Regions from separate parts of the Mus musculus genome. Here all the other regions are linked to region 4. A link is a contact called in public Hi-C, HiChIP or PLAC-seq and promoter capture Hi-C data. All regions are on one chromosome and are shown on one strand. The core of a region is the stretch at or near the end of the contact, and the rest is flanking DNA. Distances in the headings are between cores, read along the strand shown. Region 1 holds the start of Map2k2 (mitogen-activated protein kinase kinase 2). Region 2 holds the start of Zbtb7a (zinc finger and BTB domain containing 7a). Region 3 holds the start of Lmnb2 (lamin B2). Region 4 holds the start of Atp5d (ATP synthase, H+ transporting, mitochondrial F1 complex, delta subunit).

Region 1 (3,237 bases), core at 288-2,787, 960 kb before region 4:
TCACCTGGGACACCCCTCTTTTCCCTTCAGGAAGACCAGCCTTCCCCTTCTCCTCCCAAAAAAACCTTATCCCTAACCTTATTTGATCAATCGTCCTTACTTGACCCTTTTTCAGGAAGGCTTTGTACCCAACTGCATCGCTCATCCCACCCCATCATAGTGAGTCTGTTACCCCCACACCCATCTCCAAGGGCACTGTCCACTTTCCACTAGGTCACCATGTACTCCCCAAGCCAGGCTCTCCCCTGCACCTCCCCTTGCTTCTTCCAACAGGTTCCTTCCCTCTGCCCCTGCAAGGCCAGCCTTGCCTCCTCAGACAAGTCATGCCTTCAACTGCTCCACTCACCTGGTACCCAGTCTTAAGCGCTAGGCTAGGCTACCCCGCACGGCCTCTGTTCCTCTAACCATACCACACCTCACACACACACACCCGGAAAGCCTCACTGCTCCCCTGATTCTCCTGGCCACCTTCAGGACGTCTTCTTTCTTGGGTCTCCAATTGCCCTGCCTCTCTTCAGGCCCCTCTCCTTACTCCAAGTCATACCTCTCTCTAGCTCCCCTTTCTTGGTCCCAACACCTGCAGGACCTGCCCCCCTCTTGTACCCACGCCGCCCCCTTTGCCCCCTGTTTCCCCTTCAACAGCAGAGATTTTCCCAAAGCCATTCTCTCAGATCCCTGCACCTTGTCCCCATCCCTACCCTGCCTCAGGCACTGCTACTCTCCAGACCAACTTTTCTAAAGCCAAGTTCCGGCCGAGGCCCCGCCCCTCTACGCTCACAGGACTCAGGGCTCTCCCCTTGGGCCACGCCCCTCTCCCATCTGGCCAACCTGATAAGACCACCAGCCTCACTGCTCTGGCCCCGACCCCAACCAGGCTTTTGTTCTAGTCCTCAAAGGCCACGGCCCTCTAAGCTCACAGGCCACTCACCTTAGACCACGCCCCTTTCCCCGGGCCAAGCTGACACACCACGTGACTCACCCAACTGGCCCTGCCTCCACCCCCCCCCCCACAACCCCCTCCATGCCCGGACCCCCAACCAGGCTTTGTTCCAGCCCTCGAACTCCACGCCCCTCTCACCTCCATCCACACCATTCTCAGGACCAGCCCCTGTCCTCCCGGGCGCTGCTATCCCTTCAGACCACACCCCCACTTGTGGTCACGCCCCCTTCACGCCGAGGCCCGCCCCTGTCCTCACACGCCCCGCCTACTCACTCAGAGGCGCCCTCGCTGGTGGGGGACGGGCCCTCGGCGATGGTAGGGTTGATAGTGAGTGCCGGTAACACCGGCTTCCTCCGGGCCAGCATCGGGGCTCCACGGCCAGCGGCGACGCCTCAGCCGGGGCCCATAGGGGGCGGCGCGACGCGGGCCCGGGGCTGCGGCCTAGGCCGGGCAGAAGGTGGAAGGCGGACGAGCCCGGAGCGCCGGGGCGAGCAGACCGACGCCGAGGCCGAGTGAAGCTGACGCTGCAGCGCAGCCGGGAGGTCGGGGAACAGGGGGCGGCCACAAGCTCGCAGGCCGAGCTCTCGCGAGATCTTTTTCTGCGAGGTCCCGCCCTCAACCGAGGCGCATGCGCGAGGTGGCTCCCCGGCCTACTGTAGAAGGGCAGAGGCGGACGCTGTGTTTAATGTTTGCGGCGGTGCAGTCGTCTGTCTGTACGATCAGCTTCCCGGGGTCGGCTGCGTGTGCGTCTCAAACGCGGGTGGGGTTACACACGGCAGGACCGCGAGGAGACAGACCTGCCAGCATCAGTCGACTCAGACTTGTTTAGTTTCATATATTTTCCTAGATTTGGCCGCTGGGACCGTAGGCCTGAGCTACCTTACCTGCTTCCTGCTTTGCTGCGGCCCCGTGTCCTATAGGCGAGAGCGCTACCCACTGAGCCCTACTTCCTGCTGTTTGTTTTGTTGCTTGTTTGTTTTTGTTTTTATTTTGAGACAGAGCCTCAGTACCCCACCCACACTGTTCTCGAAGTTACTGTGTTGTCCAGGCTTCACCTCCACTCCCTGCAATCCTCCAGTCCCAACCCCTAGTGTTTTACTGTTCTGCAACAATCCCATAGCCCTACAGACCTTTCTCACGGCCCTTCATTGAAGCTCGGGTATGGGTAATACATAAATTCCCTTGGTCCCCATCCCTGACGGTCACCATTTCAGTGTGTGAATCCGAACACTTCTTGTGGTTAGGGTCACTTATGTCTGGCTTGTTTTTCCTTTGCCCTCAAGGTCCATCCACAATGGTTTGGATGGCAGGGCTCTCGTCCTTTTCCTGGCCAAATAGCATTCCATTGTGTAGACATACCACTCAGGGCTGGTTCTTTGTCCAGGGTCACACTCTTGGAATTCAGAGTGTACAGATACATAGTAAAACCCCTGCTCTGGGCTCTTGAGCAGGCACATGGAAATCAGACTTGCAGGGTCTTGCTCTGCAGCCCACGGTGGCCATGAAGTTTGTTCTGAGTGACAGCATCTCACAAGGAAGTTCTCCGCGTTTTTTTACCTCTCAGATGGTAAAGATGAAACCCACCAGGGAGGCAAGCAGGCTTTCACCTGGCTACAGCCTTTATTCAGTTCAATGACTTTGAGAATGTATTTTTTTGTTACAATTTTGTGAGAACAAACCATTTTATTTTTTTAAGGTTTATTTACTTATTTATGTATGAGTACACTGTAGCTGTCTTCAAACACACACTAGAAGAGGTCATCTGATCTCATTACAGATGGTTGCGAGCCACCATGTGGTTGCTGGGAATTAAACTCAACACCTCTGGAAGAGCAGTCCTTGGTTGTTTTCTGAGACAGAAAAGAGTCTCATTTTCTGTCTCAGAAAACAACCAAGGACTGGGGTGTAGCCCAACAAGGGACCACTTTCTGCGGCTGGTAGTGGAACCCAGGTGAGTGTTCTGCCCAGTGGAGCCTGCCCCGCTCAGTTACTGTTTTATAAGTCTGTGGATTGTTCCCAGGCCAGCTGCTAAGGAGAAGCTGGGGAGAGACCTGGTTTACATCTGCCTTCATGCATCATTGCAGACAGAAGTCCGGGCCTCAAAACACCATAAATGTCACCACAGCGGTTTCCCAATCGAAAATCCTTGTCCACCAGCTGCACATGGAGCAGATCTAGGCAGGGGCCTTCCCTCTCTTTCTACTCTGTAGAAAGGATTGAACTCAGGGCCTCAGGCTTGGGTGCAAGCTCCTCTGCCCGCTGACCCTCTTGCCGATCCCAGTTGTCCGTTCATTTGT
Region 2 (3,442 bases), core at 102-2,601, 990 kb before region 4:
CGAGGGAGCCGCGGAAGCTCCGCCTCTTCTGCATAAACCCCGCCCCTGCACGCAGGCCCCGCCCAAACGCAGGCTCCACCCCCATGCAGCGCCGCGCCGGACGATTTCTAGTATCCATTGGCCCTCAGGTCTGCCACTCACCGCCCCTCCTCCGCAACGCCCCTCCCTGACCCGCCGCTATCGCGAGGCACTCTGGGATTTGTAGTTTATTCTCCAAGGCCACCTTCCAAAACAACAAGCACTGAAGATAAGCGAAAGAACTACAGAGCCCAGGAGAACCGCGACGACGCGCCCGCCTCCCAGACACTCCACCCCTCACCCCTTCCCTCCGCCTCTCTCGGGCCTTTTTTTTTTTTTTTTTTTTTTTTTTTTTTTTTTTTTGCAAAGCCCCCCTCCCTGTTTTGTCAGCCCCCTCCCCCCCTCCGCCAAGGCGCTCCATCCTGGCCAACTCCAACGTCTGCGCGCAATCCCGGATAGGCCTTCCCCGCCCCCCGCTTGCCCACTACCACTCGGAAAGGGGAGCGGCGCGCCCCGGGCCCTATTGCAAACTTAGCACGCGACGCACCCCTCAGCCCCCACCTTCGCCTTCGGTGAGGCCCGGCTCCCCTCCCCCGCGGGCCGCGCGCCGGGAACCCTGAGGCCGTGCCGCCCGAGTAGGGAGGAGGGATCGGGAGCGGGCTTGTGCCCTTCGCCCCGGAGGGACCCGGGCGGAGCCCCCCCGCCTCCCGACTCCTCTTCGGCTCTGGCCGGGCAATCTTGGTCTCCAGAACCCCTGAGCTACGGAGGCGCCCCAGATCCCCCATCCAGTCCGTTCCGCTCCGTACGGGCTCTCGGGGTGCGCACTGCGCCCCCGGCCGCGTCCCCACCCTGCAAGGAAATTAAAAAGGAAAGAAAGGAAAAAAAAAAGAAAAACAAAACCCACCTCTCCGGGAGAGGAGTCCCCTTCAGCCCGGGCAGCTTACCTCGCGGGGACCCGAGCCCGGAGGACGCGCGATCGGGGCAGCCCGCGGCGCGGACCTCGCTCGGGCGGGCGGCGGCGTCACTGCCCCTACAGTAGCCGTACAGTACGCAAAGCCCCGTATGATGCTCGCGACTCCCTTCCTGGTTTGTCCGAGGGCAAGAGGGGTCCTCCCTCGTCTTAAAGGTGCCGCAGCGCCGGCACCCCCACGCCCAGCCCGCCCCCCCGGCCACCGCGGCCAGAACAGGCTCTGCAGGTCGGCTCTTGCCACGTCCCGCGGGGCTGCGCCGCGAGAGCAGATCGGGCTGCGATTAGGGATTTGGGGGTGCCGGGCGGGCGGGGGGCGCAGCCCCGACCCATCGGCCCCTCCCCTGGCAAGCCCGTGACCTCTCCGCCCCGTGCGCGGCGCCGTGCCAGCCTGCTGGCTTATCTACGGCCCGGAGCACCCCAGGGTGCTGGGGGCGGGCAAGAGGGGCCCCTCGGGTTCAGGGGGTGGGGGCCGCAGATAAACAGCCCCGGCCTGTGCGCGCAGGGCGGGGTTCAGGGGGCGCGGGCTGTGCCCCCGAAGCCCGGGGCGGGGCGGGACCGGGTTGGCAATGGGGGCGGGAGTGCGGTGCGCACCCGGAGGACTGGGTGCCGGGGCGTAAGGGGCCCTCTGGCCCAAGGAGCTGAGATGAAGGCGAGGAAGTGACGGTCCCTTGCCTCACACCTCTCTCCAAGGCCACCAGGGCGCTGCCATGGTACCGCATCTCCCTTCTCTGAGCCTCAGTTTCCCCAAATAATGCAAGGAATCGAAAGGAGAAGAAAAGGTCTGTTGCAAGGTCGGCGAGGTTGCATCGGCGCTCCTGTCATCCTTGGCCTCAGTTTACCCAAGTAGTGCAAAGAACCCAGGAAAGGAAGAAAAAAGATCAGAGTCTGCATTTGAGCTCCAGGTCCCCTAACCCCCACATAAACCTCAGTTTACTCAAACTGCGAGGAACCCAGAGTTTGCAAGTACAGCTAGGTTGCTTTAGAGTGTCGGGTCTCCGTCCACCCCCGCCCCCATCTGCGCCTTAAATTACCAAAGCCATACCAGGGACCCCCCAGGGGAAGACTTGCAGGGCCGCGAAATGTCAGCTGAGCTCGGGGGTCCCGCCCTCACCGGTGCAGCCAGCCAGCAAACCTGCCGCCCCGCGATTACATAAAACAGTCGCCTCCACCCGGCTGTGCCAGGGGCGTAGCGCGGGGAAGGGGTTGGCGAGGGGCGGGGAAGGACGGTTGTTTTCCAGGCCTTGTAATTTTCCCCGCAGCCGGCTGGCTGGCCCGGCTGGTGTGGGGCGTGGACCCGGACCCTCGCAGGGGCGCCGCACAGCTCCGCAGGACAGAGGTGGGAAGTAGGAAAGTGCGAATCCAACCCTGCGTTTTCTGTTTTCTTTCTTTCTTTCTTTCTTTTTTTTTCACCCCCTTGTCCTTTTCTCTCCCACTTCCTCTCTGGTCGTGGGAGAGGTCTGGAGAGGGAGGGGAAGGCAGAGGAGGGGACAGGCGACATCCCGGTTCACCAGGCCTGCTGGGTTCGGGTTCCAGCACGCCACAGCCACCAGACGACCTGACTGTGGATCTGGCTCTGGGGAGGGGGCGGAGCGGGGAGTTAGAACCAGCGCCTGGCCTCAGTTTCCCCTTCAGTTCCCCTTCGTATGGAGACTGGCCATCCTTGCTTTAGCTTTAAGTGTGTCTGTCACAATATGAGATGTCAGCCTCCAAATGCCCGGTCCTTAATTTAGTTATTTTTCATTCATTGTTATTTCTGTTGTTGATAATATTTACAAACTGCCCCAGGTCGAAGGGAGCCCGGTATGTTAGTTTTGTTTTTCTTTTGTTCTTTTACATCAAAGCATCGACCCCCTCCCCGCATTTACCAACACATTTTTATAAACCGAATTAAAAGTACGGTTCAATCGGGCGTGGCAGCACACCCAGCACTCAGGAGGCAGGTGGATCTCTGTGAGTTCGAGGCTAGCCAGACTACACAGCGATTTCTAGGGCCGTTAGAGCTACAGTGACACCCTGTCTCAAATAAAAATAAATAAATGTACCCATCAACACCCAAATACATCTGGCTTTTTGTATAATAACTTGCCTTCAAAGGGGAAACCCTGGAGGTCCCCACAGGGGAAGTGGAAGCCCTGGGCCAGGCAGTGACACTAGCCAAGAAGATGGGGAAGGACTCCGGACAGCCACGTGAGCCCGGCGGGGGCGGGAGGGGGAACCCGGAACTTCAGCCCCAGACCAGAGCCTAGGAGCACTTAAGCACCCGGGTCGCCGCACCCGCCCTGCCCTGCCTGGGCCACGGGAGGCGGGGTCACCTGTTCCATGCCAGAATTCTACGCCCAAGGCTGAGGCTCCTCCCACCTACCTCGGTTTACCCAGGTCAGGGAATAAGTGGTCTGGGGACTTGAGGAGTCGCCTTGAATTCCGTCTTCCAACTCCAGCTGTTACCCCACCCCA
Region 3 (3,495 bases), core at 763-3,262, 780 kb before region 4:
TATCCTCCTCTCCCCATTCTGCCCCCTCATGTGTGCGCACATGTCACGGTATTCATGTGAGGGGCTGAGGATCTTTGGCTTCCTATCCCCCTTCCTGTGTACTGTGGTCTAGCTGTCCCCGGACTTTCCTGTCTCTGCTCCCCGTCTCCCCACAGGAGTGCTGACATTACATGCAGGTGCTCTACCACATCCAGCTTCATGTTGGCCTATGTGATTTGGATTGGGTGGGTCTTCTTGCTTGCCCAGGTCTCCATTTTGTTTGTTTGTTTTCTGAGACAGAGCCTCATATAGCCCATATTCCCTCACACCCTTTGTCTTAGTTAGGGTTTTACTGCTGTGAACAGACACCATGACCAAGGCAACTCTTTTTTTTTTTTTTTATCTTACGTATGTGAATATACTGTTGCAGTCTTCAGACACACCAGAAGGGAGTATTGGATCCCATTACAGATGGTAGTGAGCCACCATGTGGTTGCTGGGATTTGAACTCAGGACCTCCGAGTTAAGAGCAGTCAGTGCTCTTAACCACCGAGCCATCTCTCCAGCCCCAAGTCAACTCTTATAAGGACATTTAATTGGGTCTGGCTTACAGATTCAGAGGTTCAGTCCATTATCATTAAGGCAGGAAGCATGGCACCGTCCAGGCAGGCATGGTGCAGGCAGAGCTGAGAGTTCTACATCTTCATCTGAAGGCTGCTAGTGGAAGACTGACTTCGAGGTAGCTAGGGTGAGGGTCTTAGCCCACACCCTCAGTGCCACACCTGCTCCAGCAGGGCCACACCTTCTAATAGTGCCACACACTGGGCCGAGCATATACAAACCATCACACCCTCTGTGTCACGGAGGTTGCCCTTGAGTTCCTGATTCTCTTACCTCCATCTGCCTGGTGCTGAGGTGAGAGCAGGGGGCTCATCCACGGTGCTGGGATAGAAGCCAGGACCTCAGTCAGGCAAACACTCTACACATTGACTCACATTGGTAGCCCTGTGTTTCTGCTATGTTATCCTCAAACTCACCATCCTCCTGCCAGTGCTGGGAAGACAGTAGTGGACATTTGCCTTGTGGCGGCTCTTTTAAAAATTACATTTGTTTACTATGTTCCTGTGTGTGGACACTTTAGCAGAACTTGGCTACTTTGTGGGTTCTTCTTTCTTCCACCCTTTTCTACCCTCTTTCCATCCTTTCAACCCTTAACACTAGATAGGAGGGGGGAAAGGACAGAGAGAAGAGGGGGTGACATTATTGTTAGGCTATTTCCTGTTGATTGGGGGCATTGAGTTCCTTGGAGCAAGTTTGATTTTGCTGTCAGGCTATCTAATTTCTTCTTGTTGTTGTTTCTTCTTTGCACACGACTAGTTAACAAACCGTTACCAACAGAGACCAACCAAAGCCCGTCTTGGGGCCATAACATTTGTATATCTTCTGAAAAGTGTCCATAATTCCTAAGGTCACAATCGCAGAAACTATGTGCAACTGACAAAACCGTGCCTCTGCTAGAGCACGAAGCAAATCATAGTCAGCTGCTGCAGACTATCTGAAGCAGCCCCATATGTGACACCTCTAATTAAAACAAAAACACAAACTCACATATTTCTGTGTTTTTCGAAGAACCCAATTGGAGTCCAGGAGACAATTGTGTGCATTGCTTGTCTTCTCGTATGTAGGGTTCAGCGATCCAAATTCGACCATCAGTTTTGGCAGCAGGTGCCTTTCTACCCTCTGAGGCATCTCACCCACCCTTGCTGTCTTTTTGTTCGATTTGTTCTGCATTTGTTTAATTTATTAATTGATTTCTGTGTGTGCGCTTATGTGGCTTCATGTGTGCATCTGTACACATGTAGAAATCAGAACGCCTCCTCCACCCGCAATCAGGGTAACTGCCAAACCCCGGGTTTTACTGGAAAGCTGGAAACTACATCTCCTGGCATGCCTCGCAAGCTGCCCTGTGGACTACGGCTCCCTGCGTGCTCCGCGCCAAGGAGACTACAAATTCCGGCGCGCTGCGGGCGGCGGCGCCATCTTCCGCGGCGCGGATTGAATGAGCGCGCCGCATTCGGGCAACCGAGGTGATTCTCCCGCCGCCGCCACCTCCGCCATGGCGTCTCTGCCGCCCCACGCGGGGCCCGCCACGCCGCTGTCGCCCACGCGTCTGTCTCGGCTGCAGGAGAAGGAGGAGCTCCGTGAGCTCAACGACCGCCTGGCACACTACATCGACCGTGTCCGCGCGCTGGAGCTGGAGAATGATAGGTTGCTGCTCCGGATCTCCGAGAAGGAGGAGGTGACCACTCGCGAGGTACGTGGGTCGGCACCGGGGACGCGGGGAGCTTGATCCTGGTGATAGGTGAAATGAGCGGAGTCCTGCCCACCCGGGATCCCGGAGACGGTGCATAGAACTAGCTAAGCCCAGCCCACAGGGGACCCGGGGGCTGGTGCACAGCTAGCTGAGTCTTGTTCACTGGGGACTCTGGGGCTGGAATATAAGGGCTAAATACTGCCTACCGGGGACCTCAGTACAGATGCATAACGCTGAAGCCCAGTCCACCGGGGACCCCCAGGGGCAGATGCCGACAGCTAAGTTTTGCTCACCAGGACACCCCAGGGTTGGGTGATAGGCCTGAGCCCTGCCCACCATAGACCCCAGGGACGATTGCAGAGCGCTGAGCGCCGCCCAAGGGGAGGGGAGACACATCTCTTACAGGTGCAAACCGCTAAGCCCCACCCACTGGGGGGACCAGGAACTGGTGCAGGCAGGTAAGTCCCGCCTACCAAAAACCCTAACACAGGTTAAAGTCTGGACGGGGAAGGGGACTAGTGCAGATGGGTCCAAATCCCTCCCATGGGAGGGACTTTAGGGACAAGTGACAGGTGTAAACAATGTTAGTCCCCGCCCCCGAAGCCCCACCCACCCGGGCGCTCTTGAGACAGGTGCTGATGAAGCTAACCTGTGCTCACATGGGGACCCTAAAGGAGACGTGTAGACTGAGGTAAAACTTCAATAAAGCCGGGTCCTAAGGACCTAAGCTTAGCTGAGTGGGATCAGGATGGCTTGTGTGTGTGTGTGTGTGTGTGTGTGTGTGTGTGTGTGTGTGTATGGGTGTGTGTGTGTGTGTGTGGGTGTGTGTGTATGGGTGTGTGTGTGTATGGGTGTGTGTGTGTATGGGTGTGTGTGTATGTGTTTGTGCATGTGGAAGCCAGAGGTCACCTTTGGGTGTTTCCCTCAGTGGTGGCGCACGCTTTTAATCCCAGCACTTGGGAGGCAGAGGCAGGTGGATTTCTGAGTTCGAGGCCAGCATGGTCTACAGAGTGAGTTCCAGGACAGCCAGGGCTACACAGAGAAACCCTGTCTCAAGGACCTTGGGGGACACTTCACATTCCATGAATAGGCAGGAAAGCCCTGCCCACCCAGGGTCATAGGTTTAAAGGACCCTGCCTGATTCCTAAGACACCCCAGAGGTAATGTGCTGAGACTGAGCAAGTCTCCCCAGTTAGGGGCCC
Region 4 (3,223 bases), core at 29-2,528:
CAAAGGCTGTCTCACAACCACTCAGGAAGTTGCTATGAGGTAGTCAAAAGTGTAAAACCAACCCAGGCTTACAAATAGCATGGCTGTAAGTTGGTAAAACCTTGGCTAAGGTCTATCCAATTAAGGATATTAGGTCCAGGGCTGGAGAGATGGCTCAGTGGGTAAGAGCACTTCCGAAGGTCCTGAGTTCAAATCTCAGCAACCACATGGTGGCTCACAACCACCCATAATGAGAACTGATGCCCTCTTCTGGTTTGTCTGAAAACAAACAGTTTACTTACATACAATAAATAAGTAAATCTTTAAAGAAAAAAAAAAAAAAGGATATTTGGTCCAGGCAAACCCAACAGGATGAGGAGCTTCGGTCAATCCCAGGTGACCCCAACAGTGGCCAGGCTTCTGTTCTGAGTCCAAATCTCCTTCAGGATCTGGGTCCAGGCAATTTCCAAGAGCTCCAGGTCTGGGTACTGGTGACCCCTATCTGGGCAACAGCTTGGGGACTTGGGGAATCCCCCACGGGTAGAAACTGTGAGCCATGTAAAACCCAAAGGCATTGCTCTGTGCTCCATTGTTCATCCTAGCTCCAAGTGACACCACCTAAGCCTTGAGTAGAGCCTGGGGTTCATATCAATCTCGGGTACAACACCCAAGGACAGGGCCTGAGTGACCACCACCAAGGTGTAGAGCCTAGAACACCCCAAAACAGAAGGGTTTGTGAAGGCAAAATCTGGGTTCCAGATATAGGTGATCCACCTCCCAGAGGGTGGAGTCTTATGTCCAGGTGACGCCCTTAGGGGTGGAGCATGAAGTTTCAGTGAACACTGAGGTCGAGCCCTGGGTCCAGGTGACCCCATCCAGGGGTGAGGTCTGGGGTGGGGGGAGGTTCACAGGGCCCCATGGGGATGAAACAAATGACCTAATACAAGAGAACCTCTTCCACGGGTCAGATCAGGGGCTTGACGAGTCTGGGGGATGTGAGTTCGTACCTGCGTCGGGGAGGCAAAGGTGAAGGACATCTGTCCGGGCCCGGCGGCGGGGGCAGGTGCAGCGGCGGCCTCGGCGTATGTACGCGCCTGAAGCATCAGGCGGCGCAGGCCCGGGTGACGAAGCAGTGAGGCGGGCAACATGGTGGCGGAAAAGTCAGTGGACTCTAGCTTCGCGGGCGGCCGACACACTGGGCAAGCGAGGCGGCCTTCAGGGAGGGAGAAGGACGACGCGCGGTGCCTTCTGGGAGGCGCAGTTCCCACAAGAACGCACGCGCACAGGATTCTCCGAAGGCTGCGCGATGCAGTACGCGCTGAGCATTCTGGGAGGTATACTTTCCCTTGGCCCCACCCCTTGCAGTGATGCCTAGAAGTGGGATCCTCCTATGCCGGGTGGGTCATTCTGGGAATTGTAGTTTTCTTCGCCTTCTAACAGCAAACGACTCTGGGTTCTTGGGATGCGGTTCTTTCTGCAAACGAACATATTCCCTCAGGAGGGGAATGTTTGCGCGGAAATGATATGGGCTTGATATCAGGTGCCAAGCATTCGAGGCCCAGAAGAAGCAAACCTGTAACGTGTTGGAACAGAAGAATTAAAATGTAGAGTGCGGTGACACACTCTTGCAATCCCCGCACTCGGAACAACCTATTTCCAAAAGTGCATCAAATATAGATGGGCAGTGGTGGCGCGTGCCTTTATTCCCAGCACTTGGGAGGCAGAGGCAGGCGGCTTTCTGAGTTTGAGACCAGCCTGGTCTACAGAGTGAGTTCCAGGACAGCCAACAGCCAGGATTATACAGAAAAATCCTATCTCGAAACACACACACACACACACACACACACACACACACACACACATATATATATATGCATATGCCAGGCGCAGTTAATCCCAACTCCCCGGAGGAAGACTCAAGCGGGGCTCCATGAGTTTGAGACCAACCAGGACTACATCATGAGAAGCTGCTAAATAAATAATTAAATTTCATGATGCCCGCTGCGGTGCGTGCTGGGGAGAGGTCGTGCCAGGAAAGAAGTGCACCGGATGGCGGCAGAGGGCGCGCGAAACCTGGAGATGTACTCGCTCTTCTCCGCAGTCCCCTCCCTGCGGGCCTCCGCCCCTGCGTGCCACTGACGCAGGAGCCCGTGCGCAGGCGGCCAAGGGGCCCCACTGACGCCAGTCTTGTCCGCGCAGCCTCGCTCTCGGTCATGACGTCATCACCCTGCCCCCGCACTCACGCAGGTTCCGGCCTCCGCTCAGCTCTTGGTCCCCATGCCCCACCACGTAGGTTCACAGAAAATGCAGGCATAGGCTTGATGGGGCAAACAGAAGGAAAGCCATTAGCTTTGTTGGATCTTAGAGGAGCAGCTGGCAGCTAGAGGGTCGTGGTCACCCTTGAACCAGAGCCTGGCAGATGCAAGACTACAAGCTAGACTACAAACTTATTCTACTAACTAGAGACTCTGGCACGCAGACCTGCTCAAAAGCCAGCAGTCCTGGCCTTAATCAATCTCTATGAGAGACACCTAGTTCCCAGTCTCTATAATCTGGACAGTTTCCCTGGGCAGTGGGCAGCTAGAAACCCCATTCCCTTCCCTACTCCAGCTCTTAAACAGATACACACGCGCGCGCGCACACACACACACACACACACACACACACACACACACACACACACACCCATACCCGTCCCAGGATCCCATATCTACTCAAATGCTCCATGAAGTAAGAACTCAACGCTAGAAAGATCATGCTTGTCCGGTGGTGAGTGTCCTCTTCCTACCCCCATGGCCACTGTGCCTTACCAGACAAGTCTTCTAAAAACTAAACCTAGGGTGCTGGAGAGATAGTTCAGAGATCAGCAACGAGCACTGTTCTTCCAAGAGACGTGTGCTTCATTCTCAGTGCCCATGGGGGACAGCTAACAGTTGCCTGTAGCTTCAGAAGATCTGACATCCTCCTCTGACCTTCAAAGGCATGTAAATTCACGACCCCCCCCCCCAGAATATTTAGTATTTGGAAAATCCATGTGTTCTGACACACTCATGAGCTTGAGACCAACCTGGTTGGGTTCGGAAGTCTATCCTGGTAGTGCAGGCCAGCCTCGGGTCTGTGGATTAATCCCCTTCACTGAAATGAAAAGGAGGATGGTGTCCTGGAAGTCAGTGTAAGCGACCCACCTTCATGATGACACTTATTTGACTGTGTGGCCAAGCAGGGAATAAGCAGGTATGGTCTG

What was found. Promoter capture Hi-C pulls out the DNA fragments that hold promoters and counts their contacts. Hi-C and Micro-C count contacts between places; a contact is called where the count stands out from the background. HiChIP or PLAC-seq counts read pairs in DNA pulled down with a chosen protein or histone mark.
Region 1: an H3K27ac HiChIP or PLAC-seq map of regulatory T cell precursor shows a contact between it and region 4, with 5 times the contacts expected there. The contact joins the promoter of Map2k2 here to the promoter of Atp5d in region 4. A contact is called at or near these places in 2 of 39 promoter capture datasets (liver and pre-B cells) and 3 of 115 datasets of contacts at active chromatin or transcription factors (astrocytes, pancreatic cancer cells and regulatory T cell precursor).
Region 2: a contact with region 4 is called in a Hi-C map of B cells, with 10 read pairs. The contact joins the promoter of Zbtb7a here to the promoter of Atp5d in region 4. A contact is called at or near these places in 1 of 39 promoter capture datasets (liver), 2 of 484 Hi-C or Micro-C datasets (B cells and cortical neurons), 4 of 115 datasets of contacts at active chromatin or transcription factors (astrocytes, bone marrow-derived macrophages, embryonic forebrain and 1 more) and 1 of 9 other capture datasets (adipose tissue).
Region 3: a contact with region 4 is called in a promoter capture Hi-C map of liver, with 2.8 times the contacts expected there. The contact joins the promoter of Lmnb2 here to the promoter of Atp5d in region 4. A contact is called at or near these places in 4 of 39 promoter capture datasets (the SN4741 cell line, embryonic stem cells and liver) and 1 of 484 Hi-C or Micro-C datasets (embryonic stem cells).

Annotation. Positions count from the first base shown.
Region 1 is chr10:81,104,215-81,107,451 of GRCm38.p6, reverse strand. It overlaps Map2k2 (mitogen-activated protein kinase kinase 2), which reads right to left and starts at 1,537. Exons shown (of 11, transcript NM_001347144.1): 1 at 1,214-1,537. The coding sequence starts at 1,305. Mir5615-1 (microRNA 5615-1) reads left to right here and starts at 2,779; the gene lies at 2,779-2,838. It overlaps Mir5615-2 (microRNA 5615-2), which reads right to left and starts at 2,836; the gene lies at 2,777-2,836.
Region 2 is chr10:81,134,180-81,137,621 of GRCm38.p6, reverse strand. It overlaps Zbtb7a (zinc finger and BTB domain containing 7a), which reads right to left and starts at 1,351. Exons shown (of 3, transcript NM_010731.3): 1 at 923-1,351.
Region 3 is chr10:80,916,762-80,920,256 of GRCm38.p6, reverse strand. It overlaps Lmnb2 (lamin B2), which reads left to right and starts at 2,012. Exons shown (of 12, transcript NM_010722.5): 1 at 2,012-2,293. The coding sequence starts at 2,039.
Region 4 is chr10:80,140,370-80,143,592 of GRCm38.p6, reverse strand. Atp5d (ATP synthase, H+ transporting, mitochondrial F1 complex, delta subunit) reads right to left here and starts at 1,278. Exons shown (of 4, transcript NM_025313.2): 1 at 987-1,278. The coding sequence starts at 1,127.